2 separate regions of the Mus musculus genome follow, and region 1 is linked to region 2. The links are chromatin contacts, called in public promoter capture Hi-C maps. All regions are on one chromosome and are shown on one strand. Each heading gives the region's core, a stretch centred on a gene start, on an enhancer-like site or on the middle of the called end of the contact. The rest is flanking DNA. Distances are from core to core; before and after follow the strand shown. Region 1 holds the start of Col8a2 (collagen, type VIII, alpha 2). Region 2 holds the start of Tfap2e (transcription factor AP-2, epsilon).

Region 1 (5,225 bases), core at 735-3,234, 450 kb after region 2:
ATGGAAGGAAACTCTCCTTATCGTGGAAAGCCTTACAGAGTTACCTCAGATCCTCCTCTCGCCATACTCGTAGCCCTGCCTGCAACTGGTTTGTACAGTACCTCCCTTCCTTGTGTGCCTCAATGGGCACCCAGAGCCCATAGGTGCACTCCACACGAGAGATGTTGGTGCCTCTGTTTCATCCACCCGACTCTGTAAGAGCCTCAGGACCTGCTCCTCTGAGCCGCCACTTCCCTACAAAGAGGCCCATGCCTGTCACTGAGGATCTGGAGTAAGCTTCGGGCCAGCGGGGCAGGGAAGTTGGACTCACATCCTTTGGTCTGGCTGGGGCCCAGAGCGGGGAAGCAGTGGGGTTTGGGGGCTTGGGCTGACAGCCGGGTTTGGTATCTTTTCCCTCCCTCTTGCTAAAAGACGCATTCCCTTCCCTCCTTTCTTTCCCTTCCTCTGGGCCAAAGTGGAACCGCTCATGTGCACAGGGGTAGACGAAGTGAAACCGGAGAGACCCCAGTGAGCATGTAGAGTGTGAACCGGTGCGTGTGTACAACTATCCTGTGGAAGTATGTCTGGCTGGACCACATGGGGGCTTGCTGTGTGTCTGTTGGAGACCGCGTGTGCACATGCGTGTCATTGCTTTAGCGTTTGTGGTAAGAGTGTGGTCCTGTGTGTCTAATGAGTCTTTCCTCAGTGTGTGATTATATGTGAGTCTCAGTGGGAGGGAGCGCGGCTGTATGTGACTTATCTTTTTAGAGGGCTCTGTGTATCCATGTCTCCATCTGTATTCATCAGATCAAGGGGAGGCCAGACTCCCCACCAAGACCACCAGCTCTCTTTGTGACCCCCCCCCCCCACACACACACACTCCTCCCCGGCGGGGGTGGATCCCTTTGCTCAGGCCAGTGAGGATCCGCTATCCCTACTGAGAGACCCTATCTGCACACCCTCCAGCATCTCTGTCCTCCCCGCCCCCAGCTTCCATGGCAGGCAAGTGAAGGAAGACTTCTGGGCTGGCAGGGTACCCTGAAAGGTCAGATGCATTTCTGTGTGAGGAGTCTAGGCTGTTCTCCCGGACAAAGTGTTTCTAGCAGATATGCGCGAGTGTACACACACACACACACACACACACACACACACACACACACTCCAAGCAAACTCAGATCCCTCCCTCCTGGGTGCAACTCCAGAGGTCTTCTGGCTGATAGCTGTTCTCTATCTCAGAGCCTCCTGGGCTCAGTGTGGGGGAGACACCGGAAAGCTATTCCAAGGACCTGGGACCCCAGCCACTTTTGGTCAGACACAACCTCCTCAGTCCCTACAAGTCTCAATGGGCGTGGGGGTGCAGAGCCTCTGGCAGAAACATTCCTCAGAGCCTGTCTTCAGTGTCGGTAGATGTTGCCAGGTTACTCCAAATAGAAAGAACTTGGGGGTAGAGACAGAAAACCAAGTAACTTGGAGGTCGCAGGAGAATCAGAAATGGCAGAAAGATGGGGAGAGAAGGTAAGGTAGACGTTGATGCTCCCTTCACCTCCCCTTCTCTCCTCAACCTCACCTCGAAGGCAATTTTGCTATTCCCGTTTTTTTACAGGTGAAGCGAAGTAACATACCCGGAGCCACTGTCCAGTGTTGGAGAGGGAGGAAAGGGAGGAAACAGGGAGCTCTATCTTCGTTACGTCCAGGGGACGGGTGAGCACCCCCTCATCCTCCGGCCACCCCCCAGCGCTAGTCGCCTCCAGGTCCTGTCCTCGCACTGGGGCCTGAGGCACAGCGCCCCGTCGGGGCTGGACACCTGGCTGCATCCGGCCCTCGGGGCCCCCACCAGCCCAAAACCCCGCAATGCTGCCCGCCTTTACCTGCAGGGCGGCCTCCGGGCGGCGCTCCGGCGCTCGAGGGCGACCCGGATGGCGCAGGCTCGGGGCCAGGGCGTCGTCGGGGTCCGCACCGCCAGAACTCCGCGTCGCTCTGCCCGCTGCCCCGCTGCCCCGCGCCCCGGCCGAGTGGGCGGGCGGCGGGAGGGGCGCGGTGGGGCGGGGCCTCCGCCTTGCTCTTTCCACAGCCACAGCCAAGGGTGCGCGCCCCGCCCGTCCGCAGCGCAGCGGGCTAGCAGCCTCTGAGCTCCGCGGACCCCTGCCCTAGACGGCTGCAGGAGACAACGGCGCTGCAAAGAGGGTGGGGCGCACGGAGTGGTCCATGGGGCACTATTCATAAGGAATCCACATAAGACTCAAGACTCCCCCGACACGGTGACCTAGGTTGAGCTAGGAGGACTCAGCGGGAAGGAAAGGAGGTCTTGAGGGTCTGGTGAGCTGAGCTGGTGTAGTGAACACAGGCAGGCAAGGGCCTTACTGAAGTTGGTTAGATGTTACCTTCAGGGAAATGGGGAGCCATGGAGATCTCTGGAGTGACCAGATCTGTACTTTGAAAGAGCCAGGTCGCTGCTGCACAGGTAACAGAGAGGGCCACGGGGAGTCCTGGGATGGTCCAAACATTTAGACATGCATTTTGGAAGGAAGGTCATCCCAGAGAGGAGCTGCAGCAATGAAATGGACAGGATTTGGGGGCTGGGGAGAGGCGTCTTAAAAGAGGGGAGGGAGAGACACATGCCTTTCATCCCTTTCATCCCAGCACTCAGGAGGCAGAGGCAGGCAGATCTCTGAGTTCTAAGCCAGCTATGGTCTATATTAGTGAGTTCTAGGAAAGCCAAGACTACATAGATCTTGTGTGCTGGCTAGTTTTATGTCAACTTGACACAAACTAGAGTTATGTGACAGGAGGGAACCTCAATTGAAAAAAAATGCCTCCATAAAATCCAACTGCAAGGCATTTTCTTAGTTAGTGATTCGTGATGGAGGACCCAACCCATTTTTGGTGGAGACCATCCCTGGGCTGGTGGTCTTGAGTTCTATATGAAAGCAGGCAGAAACCAGTGGTGGTGGTACCAGCAGCGGCAGCTGCACTGGCACATGCCTTTAATCTCAGCACTAAGGAGGCTGGAGCAGGTAGATCTCTGTGAGTTCAAGGCCAGCCTGGTCCACAGAGTTCCAAGATAGACAGGATTACACAGAGAAACCCTGTCTAGTAAAACAAACATAAAAGGAGGAGGAGGAGGAGGAGGAGGAGGAGGAGAAGAAGAAGAAGAAGAAGAAGAAGAAGAAGAAGAAGAAGAAGAAGAAGAAGAAGAAGAAGAAAAGAGAAGAGAAAAGAAAAGAAAAAGAAAGGAAGGAAGGAAGGAAGGAAGGAAGGAAGGAAGGAAGGAAGAAAGAAAGAAAGAAAGAAAGAAAGAAAGAAAGAAAGAAAGAAAGAAAGAAAGAAAGAAAGAAAGAAAACATCATGAGCAAACCTTAGGGAGTGGGGGCCGGGCGTGGTGGCACACGCCTTTAATCTCAGCACTTGGGAGGCAGAGGCAGGCAGATTTCTGAGTTCGAGGCCAGCCTGGTCTACAGAGTGAGTTCCAGGACAGCTAGAGCTACACAGAGAAACCCTGTCACGAAAAACCAACCAACCAAACAAACAAAAAAACAACCACCACCACCAACAAAACCAAACCATAGGGAGCAAACCAGTAAAGTAAGCAGTACCCCCCGTGGCTTCTGCATCAGCTCCTGTCTCCGGGTTCCTGCCTTGTTTTAGTTTCAGCCTTGACTTCTCTGAGTGAGTGATGGGCTGTCACCTGGAAATATAAACTGAAATAAATCCTCTCCAAGTTGCTTTGGTAATGGTATTTCATCACTGCAACAGAAACCCTAAGACACCCCGTATCAAAAAAAAAAAAAAAAAAAAGAAAGAAAGAAAAACAGAGAGAGAGAGAGAGAGAGAGAGAGAGAGAGAGAGAGAGAGAGAAAGGTGTCTGGGGTTTCTGGTTAGTGGCCTGGGAATGGTAAAGCCCAGGAAGGTATCTGGGGAGCGATGGGAGTCTGTGGCACTTCCAAGGATCCAAGAGGGAAATAGAACCTATGGGCTTACAGTGCTTGTTGGGACCTGCAGAAGCTGGGGGAACAACCCCAGCCCCAGCCCCAGGACACAGCATGGGTCACCTGCATCCACCCAGACAGAAGAGGGACTTGCAAAGCCCTGAGAGGTGCGGCTGAGGCAGGAAACCAAGAGCCAGGAGAACAATAGTCTCAAAGCCAGTGTTTTTCTAGACTGCTAAAGAGACCCACTGGGGCAGGCAGGTCTCACAGAAAAGTGGCCCTTTCAGCTACAGGCAGGTGGTTAGAGTCGAGGACAGGGTTGGTAACCAGGCTGCAGAGGCTGAAGAGCCATCCCAGGAAAAGAGGTGGAGGTGAGAGTAGAGGAGTTTAGATGAACCGAGGTTTGGGTGAGGGTCGCTATGTCTCTAAACTGGAAGGAGCTGAGGGATCCACAGGACACCACAAGGAACAGAGAGAGCCTAGGGCTGTCTCAGTCTTGCCCCTTCCCCCTCCTGCCTGCCCTCCAAGGGCCTCCCACTTCGCTGTCCCCCTGCCAAGGTACACAGCAGCCCCACCACTATTCAGCGGCGCCTCTCACCCCCACCCACCCCCAAGCCTGGGCGTACTCCATCCCACCCTTCAAATTGGGGGCTACCAGGGAGGTCTTCAGGTCTTGCTTTCTGGCCTGAGCCAGCCCAGAGGAAGTACAGCAAAGTTAAGCTGGAGCCTTGCTTGAGGAAGAGGTGGGTAGGTGGGGACTCCATGTCAGAGCAGCCAAGAGGACACAGGCAGGGATGGACAGCTGGGGCCTTCCCCCCATCACTAGTGTGAAAAGCAAGTCCTCCACGTGGCTCTTGGGGCTGAGCACTCAGAGAGGGGATTGGAGCTAACTAAGCCACAGGGATTGAAGATGATACCATGGATTCTGGAATTAGCTTGCCAGGGTTCAAATCCAAGTGCCAACACATCGCTACAGACCATTGAAAACAATCACTTATCTTCTTGTGCCTTGGTTTCCTCATTCCAAAAGCTCTCAGGGACTGCTGCGAGGGTTACATCATGTCTTAATGTACATAGATCACTCAGTTGTGCGAGTGATACGGACAGATAAGGGCTAAGCTGCTGCGAGTTCTGGCTTCCATGGGCTTCATTACACATGCTCGCCCACACTGAGCTACAAACCCAGCTAGCCCTGCACGGGGATGCCATCCCTGAGTCTCCTGATATAGCCCTTCCATGTCCCTCCGAGCCCTTCAGACCTGATCACAGTGCCACAGACCACTCCTAGTGGGCCCTTTCTCCTCCCTTGCCCAGTGTACT
Region 2 (4,978 bases), core at 640-3,139:
CATCCTCTCCTCACAGCCCCCACAGCCCCATCCCATGTGTCATGGCTGAAAGAAATCCAGCCTCGGCTTCGTTCTAGCCATGTGCCATCTAGAACATAGGTTAATGTTCTAATCTCTCAATGGTATCACTTTTACCTTCTCATCTGTTTCTTCACCAGAAAGAAACAGAAGGTGGCAGCGATTCCTCTCCACTAGTTTTTGTTGCAGAAACAGAACTTGGAGAGGAAGCCAGACTTGTCCAGAATTACACAGCCTCTGAGGAGTGAGACTAAATTTTAAATGCCTGAGTCCAAGACAGGAAAGAATAATGATCCTGAGAACAGAGAAGGGCCACCCCAGCACTGCCACTGAACTAGTTGTTTGACCATAGGCCAGTAAGTCACCTAGCCTCTCTGTGCCTTGTTCCTCACTTGAAAATGAGGGTGACAAAGGACTTGGTGAGTTAGGAGACTCCATATTAACGGTGTGTGGTGAGTGGGCACCGTGACCATTTCTATCCCCTCCCTATTTTCAACATGAAAAAGAAAACATCTTTCTGCTTTTTATTAAGATTTATTTATTTTATGTGAGTATATTTTTGCTGTCTTCAGACACACCAGAAGAGGGCATATGATCTCATTACAGATGGTTGTGAGCCACCACATGGCGGCTGGGAATTGAACTCGGGATCTGTGGAAGAGCAGTCAGTGCTCTTAACCACTGAGCCATCTCTCCAGCCCTCTGCTTTTTAAATTCTCATTGTCATTAGGATTTCTCTCACTTGCCTTTTCTTAATCCCCATCTCTGCTTCTTAGGACAGACGGGTTAAATTTTGGAAGAAAGAAAAGGGATTGGTAGTGGTCATTAGGGCATGTTTGACAGAGAGAAAGAGAGAGAGAGAGAGAGAGAGAGAGAGAGAGCACCTGCCATGGTGATGGTGACACACAAATGCGTAGACTGTGCCTAGGTGTGACAATGCACCCCTTCCACCCTGTGTCAGTATTTTGGCCTCTTCTTAAGTGCAGATCATGCCAGACTCCTACTCTCTGTGCCTAGGTGGTGTCCTCAGCATCCAAGGATCCTGGCTTGGCATTGAGGATTACCAGCTTAGAAAGTCTGAGAGAAGTCAGCATTTTCAGAGCGTTTTTTGGATCCAAAACCATGAAAGAGAGGTTGCTAACACCCCCTCTCTCATTCTCTCTCTCTCTCTCTCTCTCTCTCTCTCTCTCTCTCTCTCACACACACACACACACACACACACGCACACACACACTGACACAAGTATGCACATAAACTGATGGGCTTGAGTTTGCCACTCACCGGTGTATTCCACACTCACCCTTGGGTGGTCAGAGAAAAGACCATTTAACAGGGAAGAAAGCTGATACCAGAAACAAGGAATGCTTTGCTCAAACTCAAAGGCGAACGCGTACATTTGTTTAAGCATTAATTTTAAAAGATTTAGAAGGGAGTGGCGAGATCGTTTATTGGGTTAATTCATTGACCACGAAGCCTCAAGACCTGAGTTCGAACCTTCAGGACCCACAGGATGGAAGCAAATAACTGACTACTGCAAGTTGTCCTCTGACCCGCACATCGGGCACACGGGTGAGCCCTTCCACTAAATAAGTTAATGTAATAAGCAAATGTAAAGAGAAAATTCACAGACCCGAGCGAACACAGACCCCTGAGTTGCATTCCAGCCTCGAATCCCATTTGATCGCAGCTGCAAGCTTGGAGGCCAGAAGGAGCTCACATCAGCTGGACTCGAATTCATTCACTCCTCACCCCACCGGTTCCCACCAGAGCCACGCCTCCCTTTCCGCAGCCAAGGGAAAAGGCTGAGATAGGCCATAGCTTGTCTCTTTAATGCGCGCCCCCAGAGGCCCGAGCGCGCCCCCGCCGCTATAACTAGAGTGCATGGAGCAGGCTGAGCTCAGAGGGCGGGCGCTGGGCACCCGTTGCCCGACTTTTTTCCAAGTGCCATCAGCTCCCGTCTGGCCCATTTCCATGGACGCTCCCGCAGGCGTCCCCCGCTGAGTACCCCGTACCTTCTGGACTCCCGGCAGACTTACCCCCAGCTTCCAGACGGTGATCCCCGTGGGCTGTAAGGGCTCCCGGCTCTCGCCTCGCCGTCGAACGAGGGCTGTGTCTCCGCCACACCTCACGCCCCACACTACCCGCCCCATGTTGGTGCACACATACTCCGCCATGGTGAGTAGACTCGGGTCCCGGGCACACTGGGCAGAGGGCATCGAGGAGCCTGGCTGCTGAAGCCTCCAAACCTTCTGCCCCCCACCCCCGCGCCAACGAAATCGCGAAGGTAGGGGACCGTAGGGCCTCTTGGCAGCCCAGGAAGTGGTGGCAGAGACCCGTACGTGGTTGGTCTCCAGCCTGGGGCCGCGGCGCCCGCGGGGCCAACGCCGGTGGACAGCTGCAGGACACCCGCGAGCTGGAGGGGACCTGGCGGGCTGGTGTCTTTTCGGCCGCTCATGGGTCACCTAACGCACGCCTCCCCTTCTGCAGGAGCGCCCCGACGGGCTGGGCGCAGCGGCTGGCGGGACCCGCCTGTCGTCCCTGCCCCAGGCGGCCTACGGGCCCGCGCCGCCACTGTGTCACACTCCCGCCGCCTCTGCCACCGCGGACTATCATCCTCCTTACTTCCCGCCGCCCTACCCTCAGGCGCCGCTGCCCTACGGCCAGGGTCCCGACGCCACCGCTGCCTTTCCGCACCTCGCCGCTGACCCCTACGGCGGCCTAGCGCCCCTGGCGCAGCCGCAGCCCCCGCAGGCCGCCTGGGCCGCACCCCGTGCGGCCGCCCGCGCCCACGACGAGCCGCCGGGCCTGCTGGCGCCACCCGCCCGCGCTCTGGGTCTCGACCCGCGCCGAGACTACGCCGCCGCGGTTCCCCGGCTCCTGCACAGCCTGGCCGACGGCGCGCACGGCCTGGCCGATGCTCCCCTCGGTCTTCCAGGATTGGCGGAGCCGCCCGGTCTGGAGGAATTGCAGGTAAGCCCAGAGTGAGCCACGGTGGGTCCCGATGGGCAGCGATTTAGCATCCTGGCTGGAAACAAAAAAGTAACAAAAGTAGGAGCCCGGCTCTTCTCCCAGGTGCAACTTTCCATCTCTGCCGCTAACAGGGAGTCTTCCGTTAGATGCTGTCTGGCCAAAAGATGGCCTCGAACTGTGCCTGGGTGGCAGCAGCCCTCGTGGAATCACTTCTTTCTCTCCCCACTGTAGGGTTGAGCCATGGTGGGCATCCATACCCAGTCCCAGTCCGCAGGGGCAACCTGGGCCGGGGTTAGGAGAGGCACAGGAGTGGTCTATCTAAGGCAAGGCAATCATCCAGGCAGTGCTGCAGCTTAGACGCATATGGTGCTGAGCCCAGGCTATTCCTGGTCACGCCTGTCCCCCGGTAGCCGCCTCAGGCAGCCGGTGGTACGCGTAGGGCGGAGCAGACATGGACTAGGGGTAGCTGGGCGACTAGGTCCATACGGACCCTCACTGCCATCCTCTTCTATTTGCAGGCGATAGATGACCCTGGAATGAGCCTCCTGGACCAATCGGTGATCAAGAAAGGTAAGGAATGGTGTGCGACTTCCAGGGCAGAGTCAGGCCCTGGGTGCTCAGACCCATTTTCTTTCTCCCTGGCTGTTGTTTCCTGTGCGTCGCCCGGCTGCGTGGCCACGGAACATCCTTCCTCGCCCAGGAGAGAGGCCATGGCGCTAGCTGGATAATTTGACTCAGGACTTTGCCGCCTGAGGTGGGCTCGCACTACCTAGGCTGCAGCTGCTTGGCCTCTCCTCTCTGAAGGAAGGGCGTTCTTGTGGATCTGGAGTCGATTTGCAGAACGAGTTAAACCACTTCCCTGTTTCCTAAGAAATGGGAAAGGGAGCACTGTTGCCACAGATTTTGTTCAATGGTTTCCACTTTTATTGAGCTTTAACATTTTGGAGCCTGGCAAATGCTTTCTGTTCCTTTCTTCTCAGCAGACCGGGGCGGGGAGGGAGGTGCTTCCATTTCCCCTCACCTCCCAGGGCAGAGGATTTTCTTTAAAAGCATTTAGGATTAGAAGAGATGACTAGCTTGGGACGGGCTGTGTGCTCCTGGAAAGGTCTGCTGCTTCCAGGACTGTCTGTGTCTCTGAGCTTAGGGTCCTGTGCACACTCTATGTTCCTTTTCTAGGCAGCAGTGTTTCTTGGGGTGTGTTTGCTGCTGTGACTGTATTCGTGATTTGTATCTGTGGGTGTTGTGATATAGTTTCTATTTGGGGGCTTCTCTGAATACCTAACGTGTGTTCTGGAATTTGTCGTTTGGTATTTGAGGTGTTCTAAGAATGTGAGGGCCTCTCCTTGGTCCGTTGGTTGTTGTTGCTGCTGCTGTTGTTGTTTGCCTCCATATTTGTTTGTCTTTTGAATTAGTCAAAGGCAGGAGTGGGAGACACCCCTTGAGTAGAGTTAGTAGAGTTTTGGGTCTGAAGACCGAGTTCTAACCATGCCTAGGAAAGGTAAGACAGAGGCAAATTAGACAGAAGCAGAGACCCAGACCTTGGGCAAGCTTCTTAGAATTGGGGTGGGTGCCCAAAGGAATTCAGAGGCTCATGGGAGCCTGTAGCGCCCAAGGGCAGGCACACCTCCCGCAGGATTTGGCTGGAGCTGTTTTTCAAACAAGTGAATTCAAGCCCAGGCTGTTTGCCCTGCCTAGGTTCTCAGGGGAGGCTTGTGGTGGGAGTGGAGCTGGTACAAGGGGCTGGACTTCCAGAACTAGAGCTAGGTATGGAGTTCAGGAGATTAGCGAACACACCTCCCAGAACTTGGTGAGGGATGTCTCCAGGAATCTGGGACTCTCAGGGAGTACAGGGAAGAAGAGGCCCATGACCCACCTCACCAGCGCATTGCTAGCTGCACTTTGTTGGGTTCCTGAACAGCTCTTGTTTTGACCCAGTCGAAGGGAAAGTTGGATTTGCCACTGGGCTCTTTGCAAATCCTCCAGATTCTGG

What was found. Promoter capture Hi-C pulls out the DNA fragments that hold promoters and counts their contacts.
Region 1: a promoter capture Hi-C map of embryonic stem cells shows a contact between it and region 2, with 5 read pairs. The contact joins the promoter of Col8a2 here to the promoter of Tfap2e in region 2. A contact is called at or near these places in 4 of 39 promoter capture datasets (embryonic stem cells and liver).

What each region holds. Positions count from the first base shown.
Region 1 is chr4:126,283,553-126,288,777 of GRCm38.p6, reverse strand. It overlaps Col8a2 (collagen, type VIII, alpha 2), which reads right to left and starts at 1,984. Exons shown (of 4, transcript NM_199473.2): 1 at 1,848-1,984.
Region 2 is chr4:126,733,180-126,738,157 of GRCm38.p6, reverse strand. Tfap2e (transcription factor AP-2, epsilon) reads left to right here and starts at 1,889. Exons shown (of 7, transcript NM_198960.2): 1 at 1,889-2,193; 2 at 2,506-2,988; 3 at 3,507-3,558. The coding sequence starts at 2,167.